Regions from separate parts of the Mus musculus genome. Here all the other regions are linked to region 2. Evidence: chromatin contacts called from public Hi-C and HiChIP or PLAC-seq data. All regions are on one chromosome and are shown on one strand. The core of a region is the stretch at or near the end of the contact, and the rest is flanking DNA. Distances in the headings are between cores, read along the strand shown.

The links. A called contact is a pair of places that touch in the nucleus more often than the background predicts. HiChIP or PLAC-seq counts read pairs in DNA pulled down with a chosen protein or histone mark.
Region 1: a contact with region 2 is called in an H3K4me3 HiChIP or PLAC-seq map of the SCID.adh cell line, with 13 read pairs. The contact joins the enhancer-like site here to the promoter of Wars2 in region 2. A contact is called at or near these places in 1 of 39 promoter capture datasets (embryonic stem cells), 22 of 484 Hi-C or Micro-C datasets (the AML12 cell line, the G1E-ER4 cell line, LSK cells and 9 more), 7 of 115 datasets of contacts at active chromatin or transcription factors (the SCID.adh cell line, bone marrow-derived macrophages, embryonic stem cells and 3 more) and 1 of 9 other capture datasets (embryonic stem cells).
Region 3: a contact with region 2 is called in a Hi-C map of differentiating embryonic stem cells, with 17 times the contacts expected there. The contact joins the enhancer-like site here to the promoter of Wars2 in region 2. A contact is called at or near these places in 2 of 39 promoter capture datasets (the 3T3-L1 cell line and 3T3-L1-derived adipocytes), 5 of 484 Hi-C or Micro-C datasets (3T3-L1-derived adipocytes, the G1E-ER4 cell line, differentiating embryonic stem cells and 1 more), 3 of 115 datasets of contacts at active chromatin or transcription factors (embryonic stem cells, extraembryonic endoderm stem cells and memory CD8 T cells) and 1 of 9 other capture datasets (adipose tissue).

What each region holds. Positions count from the first base shown.
Region 1 is chr3:99,172,796-99,177,069 of GRCm38.p6, reverse strand. All of the region lies in intron 1 of Wars2 (tryptophanyl tRNA synthetase 2 (mitochondrial)), which reads right to left. Among named protein-coding and RNA genes, the nearest start is that of Mir6481, 25 kb to the left of the region's middle. Within about 2 kb of position 2,164, at least 28 of the 459 cell types and tissues checked have an H3K27ac peak or open chromatin away from gene starts, as enhancers often do. A contact at or near this core is called in the SCID.adh cell line and memory CD8 T cells, where this site is marked.
Region 2 is chr3:99,138,713-99,142,786 of GRCm38.p6, reverse strand. It overlaps Wars2 (tryptophanyl tRNA synthetase 2 (mitochondrial)), which reads right to left and starts at 1,697. Exons shown (of 6, transcript NM_027462.4): 1 at 1,599-1,697. The coding sequence starts at 1,688.
Region 3 is chr3:99,201,059-99,205,331 of GRCm38.p6, reverse strand. Wars2 (tryptophanyl tRNA synthetase 2 (mitochondrial)) reads right to left here. Exons shown (of 6, transcript NM_027462.4): 3 at 716-796; 4 at 22-107. Among named protein-coding and RNA genes, the nearest start is that of Mir6481, 3.7 kb to the right of the region's middle. Within about 2 kb of position 1,846, at least 5 of the 459 cell types and tissues checked have an H3K27ac peak or open chromatin away from gene starts, as enhancers often do.

The DNA of each region.
Region 1 (4,274 bases), core at 915-3,414, 34 kb before region 2:
AGTGCAACACTAGATATCCTGTATTCTTATATGAATATTTCTAAGTAAGTATTATTAAAAATAAAGCACTTAGCTGGGCGGTGGTGGCGCACACCATTAATCCCAGCACTCGGGAGGCAGAGGCAGGCGGACTTCTGAGTTCGAGGCCATCCTGGTCTACAAAGTGAGTTCCAGGACAGCCAGGGCTATACAGAGAAACCTGTCTCGAAAAACAAAAACAAACAAACAAACAAACAAACAAAAAACAAAAAAATCCCAAAAACAAAAACAACAACAAAAACAAACAAAAAATATAAAGCACTTGCATTTCTGATCTCCATGAACTAGTAACAGGCAGCTTTAATCAAGTGAAGCTGAAAGGCCAAAGATTCTTACACAGAATATATAAAATCCCAGCACTCAGGAGGCAGAGGCAGACAGAGCCTGAGTCCAAGGCCAGCCCAGTCTATAGAGTGAGTTCTAGGACAGCCAGGGATACACAGAGAAACTCCTGCCTCAAACAAACAAACAAACAATGCCTCAAATCCAATGAAGTGATTGTCATCTTGTGACTACTTCATGGTTCTGAACCTTCAGAAGACATAAGGTAAATTTCATGCATGGAAACAAAGAGTACAGAAAAAAGAACCCCAAGAAACTACTATATGCACCAGTAGGGGAAATTTGAAAGAAATTATAGGTTTCATTCTGTGCAACACAAAGAGATTGTATAATAGAATACATAAGAAGAATGAAGATCCCGTGTGCCTTGGTGGAGGAGAGAATCCCAACTCTCTTGCCAGAACACAGGCGTCCAGCTCTGTGGGCACTTCATGTGCTACTTCTTTGTGGGAATCACCACATCTCTTCATGTGTAAGGGACCATGGACACTGCTTAACGCACAGCCCTTCTGTATCAGCATGAGGTAACCAGATGAAGGAGGGAGAGTCACACAAAGCTTACTAGTGCCTAGGAGGGGTTGCAGTAATCACAATGGACTTTTTGATATTTTGTATTATTTTTGATAACTTGTATTAGTTTTCTAAGGGCAGAATCATTTTCTGCCATCAAATTAAAAAAGAAATTAAAAAGAAAGCACAGTCCAATCTGTGAGCATACAGCTTGAGTGACTGGCATGTAACTGAGAGTCTTATACCAACATGAGTAGCCATATTCGTTTTATGTCCTGGGAAATAAAAACATAGTATTTAGTGGTTTATACAGTCTGCATATTTAAGTTATTAATATCTGTAAACTATAAATACACTAGAAACAATGAAGGTAACCTGAAGGATGTGAATTTTGTGAATCAGAGAGTGCTAGGGCCAAATTCCTTCAATGTCTTCTAATTCCTATATCACTTAACCTGTCTGATGCTACTTTCTTATTTGAGCAAGGAGGTCCAACACTAGCTAACATTTGCTGAGAACTTTCGGTAATAGCAACATAACAAGGGTTATGAATGGTGTCTCAATCCTTGCAAAAGCTCCTATGTAGTTATTTTACAAAAGAACAAACCGAGTCTCAGGAGGGTTGAGAGAGTAGCGAATGGATAGGAGATAACCGACAGGCCTTGAACCAGGTACATCAGCTCTGGCTGCAAACAATCCTGAGAGGATGGTGCTCAGGAAAATTATTGGCTTTTACTTCTTGGAGCCAATGATTATGTCAACCTTCTAAAATATATGACCTGAATCCTACTTTAATTTTATGTTATTAAAAGTCGTCTAAGGTAGACATGTGACTCTCTCTCCTTCCCTGTTCCCACTCGAGATAACTGCTTGATGTACTTGTTTCATTGAGGAGTGATGGCCCATGCCAGGGCAGGTGACAAGGACAGTGGTTCTCATTCATCTGGGCAGCAGCTTCAGTGCTAATTCTAAACACAGGTGGTGAGAGAGACAGCCAACAGGAAGGGGGAAGGACTCGCCGCTGACACGAGCAACTGGGAAGATTGATGGTTTCCCTCTCTCCTTTTCCCCAATGCGTCAGCCTGGGGGCAGAGATGGAGGAGCCGCTGTGCTGGGGACAGTAAAATACACAGCACAGTGTCTGCCTTGCTGCAATGCTGATTAATGAGACCAAAATGACACCGAAAACAGGCAGTGCTTCAGGAGGAGAATTCACAGGCGTTTCTTTCTTTAATGGTTTTGACAAAGCAGTTCCCACAAACCATCAGGTCTGAAGTGCAATAACCTGTGGTTAGAGCAATGCAGGGGGGTGTTTGTAGGAAAGTGTGGAGGACAGGGTGAGTACAGGGGGGTTGTGGCGAACTACATTCACTTATCAGCCAGCAGGCTCCAAGTGTGTCACAAATTCCTTTTCTCTATTTGGCTGGAAAAAAAAATGCCACAAAGTTCTCAATATGGTATCTACTTACCCAATTTAAAAAGGAGCCTAGAATATACACTCGCAAACACTTCACCCTGTTTAAAGTACTTCTTAGAAGACAGTATTATTTTTCTCGTTTTACTGTAGCTTTGAATATTATTCACAGCACATGAGTGTTAACAGTAAATATGATTGCCAACCGTTTCCAGCCAGCCATATCCATTTGCATTTCCAAGCAGCTGTCCATCAAGCACAACACTGTACCCGAAACCCATGACCTGGCTATCTCCTTCCAAACCTGCTCAACCTAGGAATGACCTAAAATAACTCCTAATTTCTTTTTCTCCCTTGCTACGTTCTATGGTATCAACCCCTAGCTGTGTGATTTTAGCAAGTATTTATGACTTCAGTTTCTTCTACTTCATGGGATTATTACACGAATTAAACACAGAAGTATATCAAAAGTACATAGGAAACATTCAATAAATATTAGCTAGTATCCTTACCAGCTAAGCAGCTACAAAAGCAAGAGGGATAGCTGTCACTTCCCTATCTCTCCTCCGATATTTGAATTACTTTGAACTTTGTTGGACCCATACCATCGGCTGAACTGTTTTTTCAAAATAGTGACGCCCGGTTGTTAAGCCTGAACCCCCTGCTTTAGTGTAGCATGGCAGAGGCAAGGGTCTCCATGAATTGCTCTTAACTGAGCAAATGAAAAAATTCATGGAAAACTGTGGGTTGGTTATTTGCCTTTAACACTTCCTTTTTAAACTAAGCATCCTTGAACTACAGTTAATGTTATGTTCAACTAGCACGAATAGTCAGCAACCTTAACGATCTGTAGTTCAGTGTCCAAAATGGAAGAAATATTTATATAACAACTGACCTTGTTTCTGGGTAAAAGTAAATATAGAGTACTTCCACTGCTTAACCATGTTCCCCCAGCAATCCATGTATTTGTGGAACTCCATATTGTGACCTCATCTGGAAGATGAGTCTTTGCAGATATAAACTGTTAGAAAGAGGCCATTTTTGACTCGAGTGAGCTGCAAACAGTTTCCTTACAAGATAGATGGACAGCGGTGAAAAGGAAAGGCAGTGATACTGGATGGCAGGAGAGGCTGGAGTGATACAGCACCAAGGTGAGTCGATACCCTGCAGACCCCACTTCGATCTGCCTTGAACTCCAGAAACATCAGAGACGCTCCTCCCGCTGCACCGTGTGCTACTTCATAGGGCTGAAGCACTTTTATATAGATGTCTTAGGAAACCAGTAAGCTCAGCTAGTGCAGCAAACAGATGTGCAGACTTCTGAGATCTATAATCTGGCTGCCATCCTCTAGGGTGAGCCTGGCACGGAACCTCTTATCCAGAGCTGCAGGGCCGATGCTGCAGGCAAGGCAGATCAGGATAAAAACACTCAGCTGCCTATGGTGATTGGCCAAACCACAACTGTATATAGGTAGTGGTGCTGTGTTGCAGGCAGCATTATTGGACAGACCACATCAAATAAACAGCACAGATCAACTATAAGGGTGTAATCATAGATGAAGTTGCTGTTATTTTGTTCTGGGATCAGTTCAAAGTTCTAGGGTCATATTTGCATTGATTCCTTAAAATTATTGCACATGTTTTTGACTTTAACTCCACTTATTTCTTCTATTTTAAAAAGCAGCACTGGAATTTCCATTATGGGTAATTACTCAGAAAAATGTAAATGTGAACTTAGCAAACTACACACACATACACACACACATACACACATATATGTACATGTATATATATATATGTGTGTGTGTGTGTGTGTGTGTGTGGTGTGTGTATGTATATATATATCCCCGGTGAGAATTACTCACTGTATACCACTTTTCTAAAGGAGTTTCTGGACACACATTACTTGAATGTCCATGATCTACTGCTCTTCTTTAAAATAACTTTTGCTTCCTTTGAATTTTTAGCA
Region 2 (4,074 bases), core at 448-2,947:
GCCACTTAGCTATCCTCTCACTTTTTATTTTGAGACAAAGAATTTCACTTAATCACCCAGGCTGGTTTTAAACTTGTGACCCCCTCCCCTCCTCCTCTGCCACCAGAATAGCTGGGATTCCAGGCCTCTGCCACCAGACTGGGCTTGCCTTAATCTTTCATGCTATCATTTTTAACTGATATGCATTATAACACTGCAGAAACTAACTTTAACATTTAATTCTTTATATTTAAAGTGAAATCAAGGGTTTAAAAACAGTAATCTGTCCTAGATATTCTTGGTTGTATACACATTAATATGCCTATCAGATTCCAAAAAATGAAATTCCCAAACCTCAAGAAAAACAACATTTGATGATTAAAGCCGGAATCAATTCTTAACTAACACTGTTTCTTAAAATGTAAAGTAACATTTGAATAGTTGTTTGCTGAATTTCTAGTATTGTGTCTTTTATTCGTAAAGAATCTTGTGAAGTTTACATTAAAGAAAAAAAAAGTAAGTTCAGAGAATGAGTAACTTGTGGGATGATTCAAAATATAATATTACATGCTAGTTTCATCTACTCTTGCTGGCTATGTTTTACCTTCATAGTCATGAACCCATAAGCTTTCCAGTCTTGGAAGTACATCAACATGCCAATCACTCCAATTCTCCCTCTATTCCATCTGCCCAGAGGATTACAACTGGTTCTGTAACACAGCTAGCAAATGTTAGAAAAAGCCAGGAACTTTTAGGACCAGGCCAGAAAGCTTTCCAATAATACATCAGTTACAACATGACACCCTCATGTCATATCTGTGCATTAATGGCTATGAATATGCAATGTGTAAAAATTACTTCATCACAGAAGTTCAAGTTTCCTTCCCGCTCTCAGACAAGACTTCCGAGATCATCTATGTCAAACTGATATATTCTGGGATGTTTTGTGCTTGTCAGAACAAAGCAAATTCCCCAACACCTTTTGGCTCTGAGGATAAAATGCAAATGTGGCGGGGCTCGACATAATATATCATGCTCATCAGCTCAGTCGTGGTAATCGCAGTGCTGCCAGGCAAGCAACACTATGAAGTACCTCGGCAGCTTGTTGCTGTTGGTTACAGGGCCTGGTAGATGCAGGCGCCTAAGGATCACCGAGCACCGATTCTTGCTCGCGTTCCACACGCTAGCTACTGCACTAACCTAAACAACCCAATTCTAAGAAAACTTTTCTGATTTCTCCGCTGCACCCCGGGAAGTTGTAAGGGGGAGGAGGCTAAAAACGTAACAGAACGGTGCGCAAGAGAACGATCGATCGCAGAGCAACTAAGTTTCTGATAACGTCACACTCTTTCAGGAGATGGCTTCCTGCGTTGCCAGGCAACACTGGCCACGCGGCCCGGCGGCGTGTGCTTTCCAGCAGCAGCACCTCCTGCGGTCACATGTGTGCAACGTCGCTGTGGTCTGAGTTGGGGACAGTCATAGGCTAGTGGACCTCGGAGAGAAAGTGTGGAGGGCTCTTTACAGGAAGCAGGAAGGGAGAAATAAGTGGCGGAAGGGAAGGGGAGCGGGAAGGCGCTCGCAGGATCGGAGACCTAAAGCAGAAGACCGGCTCGGGTTACCTGGGGAGCCAGAGTTGCTGCGGGTCCTTTGTGAAGTGCCCGGATGAAGCGCCAGCACTCACGGGCCTTCCGCACAGAGAACAGCGCCATCTTGAGAAGGGCGGGGCCGCCGGCCCGGAATGACGTCTGCGGGCGAGCCGAGTTGTGCTTACTACGCATGCGCCTGTCCTCTGGGCTGCCGCTGGCCAAAGTAGCTCAGTACCGATGTTTCCTAAGTTTGCAGCGCAGGTGCGCCTTGGAATAGGTGGCCCTAGGCTTTAGTGTTTTCCCGACCATCTTCTCCTTTGTGCCAGCTTCCTTGAGGGAGACTCAAGAAATGAGTTGTTGCTCTTTAGACGTGGAAGTAAAGGAAATCACCCACCCTAAACGAAGGCTAAAAACAGACCCACGGCTCCTGGAATCCTAGCACCTTCGGATTTCCTTGGAGACCAAAGGTGGAAAAAAATAGGTAATTTCTCACCCTGCAGTTCCGAAGAAAAGCAGTCAATGATTCTGGCAAAGCCATGTCTCACCACCTGCTCTCTAATACAAAACTACATGACTTGCTATCCTGTGTTCATTGATACTGAACCTTAGACCAATAAACGTCAGCTCTCACAGTTTTGAAGTTGAACTGGGTTTATTTCATTTTCCCTCCATTGACTTATTTCTTACAGGAAAAAGTCATGTAGTTTTTTGTTTGTTTGTTTGTTTTTTAATCAAGCTTCCAGATGCAGCTTTCCATTCGTGTCTCTTAAGAATGAAGCCTGCTTCTCTTAGAGGACCATAAATGACTTTTTGAGACCTACATGCTGGTCATCGGGTCTGCAACTTTACTCTAGTGCCCTGAGTGAAACACTGATGGATATGTGTGTACCTTGCCTTCCGGAAGTGTGGGGTCTCATGGGTTCAGAGAATGAATTATGCATACTGACGAGGTGATATAGAAGCAAGTACCAAGTTCAGAGTGGACAATGCTTAGAGCTGCAGTGCTCCGCGGAGGTTCAGTAACAATGACACCAGTGATGCTTGATGGAAGATGTTTTGTGTAAAGATGATGACTTCTCTCAGTGAACTGAAAACTCTCAGATTAAAAATCAGTAAAAAATATAAAGAGCAGATTTGACACAATCCCATTGCATTGGTTATATTAGTCTAAGAAACACATACTGGAAATTATCAAAGATTCATAGGCAGTAAGCTGTATTTGAGATGCCTGTACTCCCGAGGAGTTGAAATCTAAAGTAAGATAAAACTCCAGTCATACAATAAAATCTTAGAAGCATGCAATTGTTCCAGAGTAACTGGAAGTGAGCAGGGAAGGAATTACAGGTATGAGGTGGAGAAAGCTGAAGAAGCCATGGTTCCGCCCTCAGCAGAACATAACAATATGATTTTGTTGTTAAAATTTGAGGCACATGTATTTCCAGGTGCAATGCACTTTGACTACATACCCGAGTATAGAGCCAACGGGACACTTGAGCTACAAAACATGGTAATAGACTCCAAAAACTGAATAAACTAGATTGAATTTAGAATAAAAAGTGGCCGAGTAATGGAAATAAAGTGGCCAGGAATTAATAGAAAACCCAAGACACATGGTGTAGCAGAAGCCCAGGACAAAGCCAGTCAAGAGAAGATATAGACAATGGTTACTGTAACATGGGGTTTTATAAATGCCTTAGGTGTCTAGTCTTCAGATAGAAAGCAAAGTATTACTATTTGCATAGCTATATAATTAATTAGATTATAACCCCAGGAGTTAACATTAGACTTCTAATGTTCTTAGCTATCCAGATTGCAGAATAAAAAACCCTGGCATCAAGCCAGTGATGCCAGTGCATTTTCAGAGTCTTCTGCCCAGGTGCCTATCTAGTACTGGTAACATTTTAATGGGGGGGGGGGATATCTCCAGGACACGTTCTCAGTAAAGACACTTTATCAATACTCGCCTTCAATACCATAATGTTTGAATAAATCATTTGCTGTTGTGACTCATTATTAGGAAAACATCTCTTACATTATTATGAAAATATCCCTTACATACTTTTGCTGGCCCTCACAGATAAGTTAATAATACCCCTTGAAGTCAATAAAGATTGCTATGCTTCTGTGTACTGAGCCTGTTTAATCTGCCTTTAAGAGAGCAAGGGACAGAGGAAATGATATAATTCCAAAAAATAAAAAAGAGAACAATGTAATAACCAACCTTATTTGCCTCGTATTTCCCAGGCAATCAACCTTTATAACTGGAGCTAATGCTTTGCTATAATATTAAGATACATACCCTTCCATGCCTCTGACCTACAGAGCAAAGCATATATGTCTCTGTACGTTATATGGTAGTCATTTGTTTAAAGCAACAAATCGGTTGAACGAAACCTCACAACAAATCCACCACAAATGCTGGAAGCAGCATGTAGCTATTGCTTGATGGATTTTGTTTCTAGCTGGGTCACTTGGAATCAGTAAAGTCCCATCCTTTGTAAAATTTTGT
Region 3 (4,273 bases), core at 597-3,096, 62 kb before region 2:
CCGGGCTGTGCCCCTCCTTACTTGTAGCACAGGATGTCTGCTGCCTGGAGTACAGGGTATGTGAGCAGGCCTACGGTCCCATCATGCTTCTGCTTCGCAGCCTTTGCCTGTGGAAACGAGGAGAGAAGAAAAAGCCATCTGACTTCAACCTGATTATATTGCTTAATTAAGAAACTTTTAAAGCAAGCAAAGTGTGCAGCGGAGCCACCTGTAATAACATATATTTCGGTCCCTTTCAGCAGCTCTAACATCATCTGGCTGCTTATCATGCTCACGCTCCTGGCTTCAGAAGTGAGAGGGCTCTGTTTTACCATTCCCGTGGCATTTTATTTTATTTTGGGAGATGGGGCCTCCTTTGTGCAAAGCCCACCCAAGCTCTACCGCTCCACACATGGTCCCCTGCCCCAGCACAGATCTTATACCGCCTCAATTTCTCATTCATTTCATCAAGGACAAAGCAGTTTTCTAGATTCCACATTAGTTAAGTCCAGAAATTATTAGAAAATTGGGTTTCTCAAAAACACTTATCACAAAGTTACAAAGTTCATAAAAGATTAATTTAGAGAAGAAGAATTTGGAAAAAGAAACATAACTTCATTTTTGAAAAGCTGCTGCTAGGGTGGGCAAGACAGCTTATTGATTAAAGGATGCCTAGCACCTGGCACAGAACAAATGAAACCTTCCTTCCCATTAACACTCAGGTTCTGGCATTTACCTTCCACTGGTGTAAATGCTGCAATCGAGGCAGTCTCACCATGCAGGTGAGGATCCAACTTAACTGAGTGTGTTCAGACACCTAAAAGGAAGGAGAGAAAGAAAGGTGACCAGTGTCTTTTTGCATCTAAGCAGTACTAACTAGACAACAGGGATAGGCTGAAACAGTTGAAAATAACCTAAGTCAAGGTTATTAAAAGGAAACAGGTGAGGGGCTGGGCCATGATACCTGATATACAGATAAGGATAACTAAGCAGTGATTTAAAAAAAAGCCAACTAGTATAAATAGCAGCTTATTGTTTAAGTCCTTGGCATCCCTAGTGAGGAGGTAGCCAGAACTCTTTCAGTATCTTCAGTGTGAATTCAACCATGTCCTTGAGCATCCATGCTCTTGATTTTGTTTGGCTTTTGTTTTCCAAGACAGGGTTTCTCTGTGCAGTCCTGGTTTTCCTGGAACTAGCTTTGTAGACCAGGCTGGCCTTGAACTCAGAGATCTACCTGCCTCTGCCTCCTGAGTGCTGGAATTAAAGGTGTGCGCTACCACTGCCCAGTTCCTCCTTCCCCATGAAATACTAGGCTTATCAATAAATCTATCAAGTTTCCCCTCCTGTCCTCACTTCCACCCTATCCCCTCCCCACATACATTCGAAGTCCTCTCTGACTCTTAAATCCATGACTGTAACCACAATGCTTTTCACTTAGATGGTAAAGAAAGGCACCCAGCTCAAGGCCTGGCCTTTTCAGATCTTCAGCGATGAGAAAGCGATCGCCTGTACACTTGTCCACCAACGGAGAGTCTTAAAGATTCTAACTCCTCTTCTATTGACTCCGTTTCCACCTTCATTGTTTTCCTCTTGTTTTTCTGCCCCTGCCAATTAATCAACAACAATAACAAAAAAATACAAACTCTCTTCAACCTAGTTTTGTTTGAATCAAGTTTAATCAAGTAAGCAAAACCTGGCAAGGACTGGGCTGATTCTTGGGCCCAGGCCATATTCTAACTGATGACCCAGATTGTGAGCCCTAAGCATCCCATTTCTGGGCCCTGGGGATTCTGAGTCTATTGATTGTGGCATTCTGTGTCCATATGATTCCCTTAAAAAGCAGAGGCTCTTGCCAACTCTGCAAAGTGGCCCCAAATGTGTTCTCTGTGGGTTTTGCAAAGGGAACATAAAGGCCTGGGGATGAACCAGCCCAGGCCTGATTCACTAGCAAGGATTCACAAGCACTCCAACATCTGGAGTAAGATAGTTTCTCTTTTTTTCTTCTCAACTCATATAGGAAGAAGAGTTGTTTTTCACGTGCTTGACAAGGAATTGCTTTTAGAGTTTTGCAAGTCGCTGGATAGAATCTGTCATTTTTCTTCTAAGAGGCCTTTGGGTTTTAGTGGAGGCAGTGGTAATGACAGCCCTGTCCAGGAACATTGCTGGCTGCTGGTGTAAACAAACAGCTATCCAATGCAGTAACCCAGAAGGTAGGGGAGGGGATTAGAGTTGCTCCCAGGCACCAGGGAAAATGTGCCCAGGGAAAATGTGTATGCAGCTGACGCCCAGCCCACCAGCTTTAGGAATGGAAATGCAGCAAGAGAGACCCTGGATGTGTGGACAGAGGGAAGACATCTTTCCCCTCAGTGCTGGGTCCAACACTTTGTCTTAGTGATCTGATAAAAACCTTACAACTATGTCCCCATGAATGAAAGTATTTTGCTTGGAGTAAGTAGTTTTTTGTTTGTACCTATGGGATGAGAATTATTCAATATTCAACAGAGGTTTTTTTTTTTTAATGTTCCAAATTAGCATTAAATTAATTCAAATCAATTCTAGTAGAGAAAGTAGGTAAAAGACCAAAGCCAATTAACTGTTTGCCATTCATCTTCAATAAATTATATGAGAAATAATAGAAATAATTGTCATAGTCAAGATGATCACATGGAAAAGCACAGATTTCTATTTGAAGCAAAAGAAAAAGTGATAAATATTTAAATGTATCATTTTCCTATATTGTGAAGCCACAAACAAATCAACTATATGATCTGTTTTAGCTATAGACACACAAAGGTACAGGACAGCAACTGGCTTGGTAACCTTCCACAAACAAGAAGGCAGCCATTAACAGAACAAGACACAAGCCTTCAGTCACCGCAGTTTGCCTGCCTTACTTATCCCTGTAAAACCCAGGCTGGCTTTTTTGTTCAGTGTATGAACGAGCTACTATGAACTTCACTGGAAGCTGCAAAAGGAACAGATTTACAACCTGTTGATGCATACAAAAGCAATTCTATGGGAGTGATTGCAGCAGATGCTGAATTGTAGTAGGCGAATGGTAAGGCTACCAGGCAAGATGCAAAGCCGGACATAGGATGGCAGTATGGCTTAAAGCTTTGCCTTGGAATTTTGTTTGAAGGTTCTGTCAGGGGAGCACAGCCACTTGTATACTCTTCTAGTGGGGAGGCTGCCCTCTCACACTGGATGTAGGACTTGGGATCCCTGCCTAGCCAGCCAGATCACCTCACACCTAAGAGTCTCATCTTTTGGATGAGATGAGCTGAGTCTGAATCCTAGCTCTGCTTCTCAGCTACTCTGGGCAAGCCAAGTTACCTCCTTGTGCTCCACTTTCACTATCTATGAACTGAGGTTCCCTCTAACAGGACCTAGCACAAAGTCAGTTATTATTACCATAGATACTAAAACGATACGGCCTCCTTATTTCATACTGTCACCCTGGGCCAAACTTCCCTCCCTCTTTGCACTTGGACTCTAGGAAGCTGGCCTTTTTGTGTTCCCCAAACTCACAGGGACACTCCCACCTCAGTAGCTTTACACTGGCCCTTGTCTCTGATGGAAGTCTTCTCTCTTACTTCACCTTAAATCTGCTGAGACTTTATCTCCTACGGCTTAGCAGACCTCGCCATTAGAAACAGCCATCTCTTCCCTCAGTCTCATTGCTGACTGACTTGATTCTTTTTTTATGCCATTTATTGCCTAATTGATGGTCTGAGTGAAAATGGCTTCCATAGGTTCATATGGACCGGGATGTGTGACCCTGCTGGAGGAAGTGTGTTAGTGGGGCTGGCTTTGAAGTTTCAGAAGGCTCACCCCAGTCCCAGTATGCTGTCAGCCTCTTGCTTTCAGATCAAGATGTGAGCTCTCCCCTATTACTCCACCATACTTTGCTCTACCACCATGGACTCTTAACTCTCAACCTGTAAGCTTAATTAAACATTTTTCTTTTATAAGTTGCCTTGGATGTGGTATTTTGTCACAGCAATAGAAAAGTAACGAAGACACCTTCTAATAGAATTTATTGTTTGCTTATAAACAATATTATTAGTATTTATTTTGCTACTCCAACAGAAATGAATGATTTTTCATTTGAATTATTCAGTGGCACAGCATGAGCACTTAGGATACAGTAAGTACTCATTGTGATCTTGCAAAATTTATGGGGAGGATTAAAGTCACATAGAGAAATGACAAAATAAGTGTGGCAATACAATGACATGTGTGGCCAGCTGTCAGAGTTAATTTCAACTGTCCACTTGATTTGACTAGGCATTAA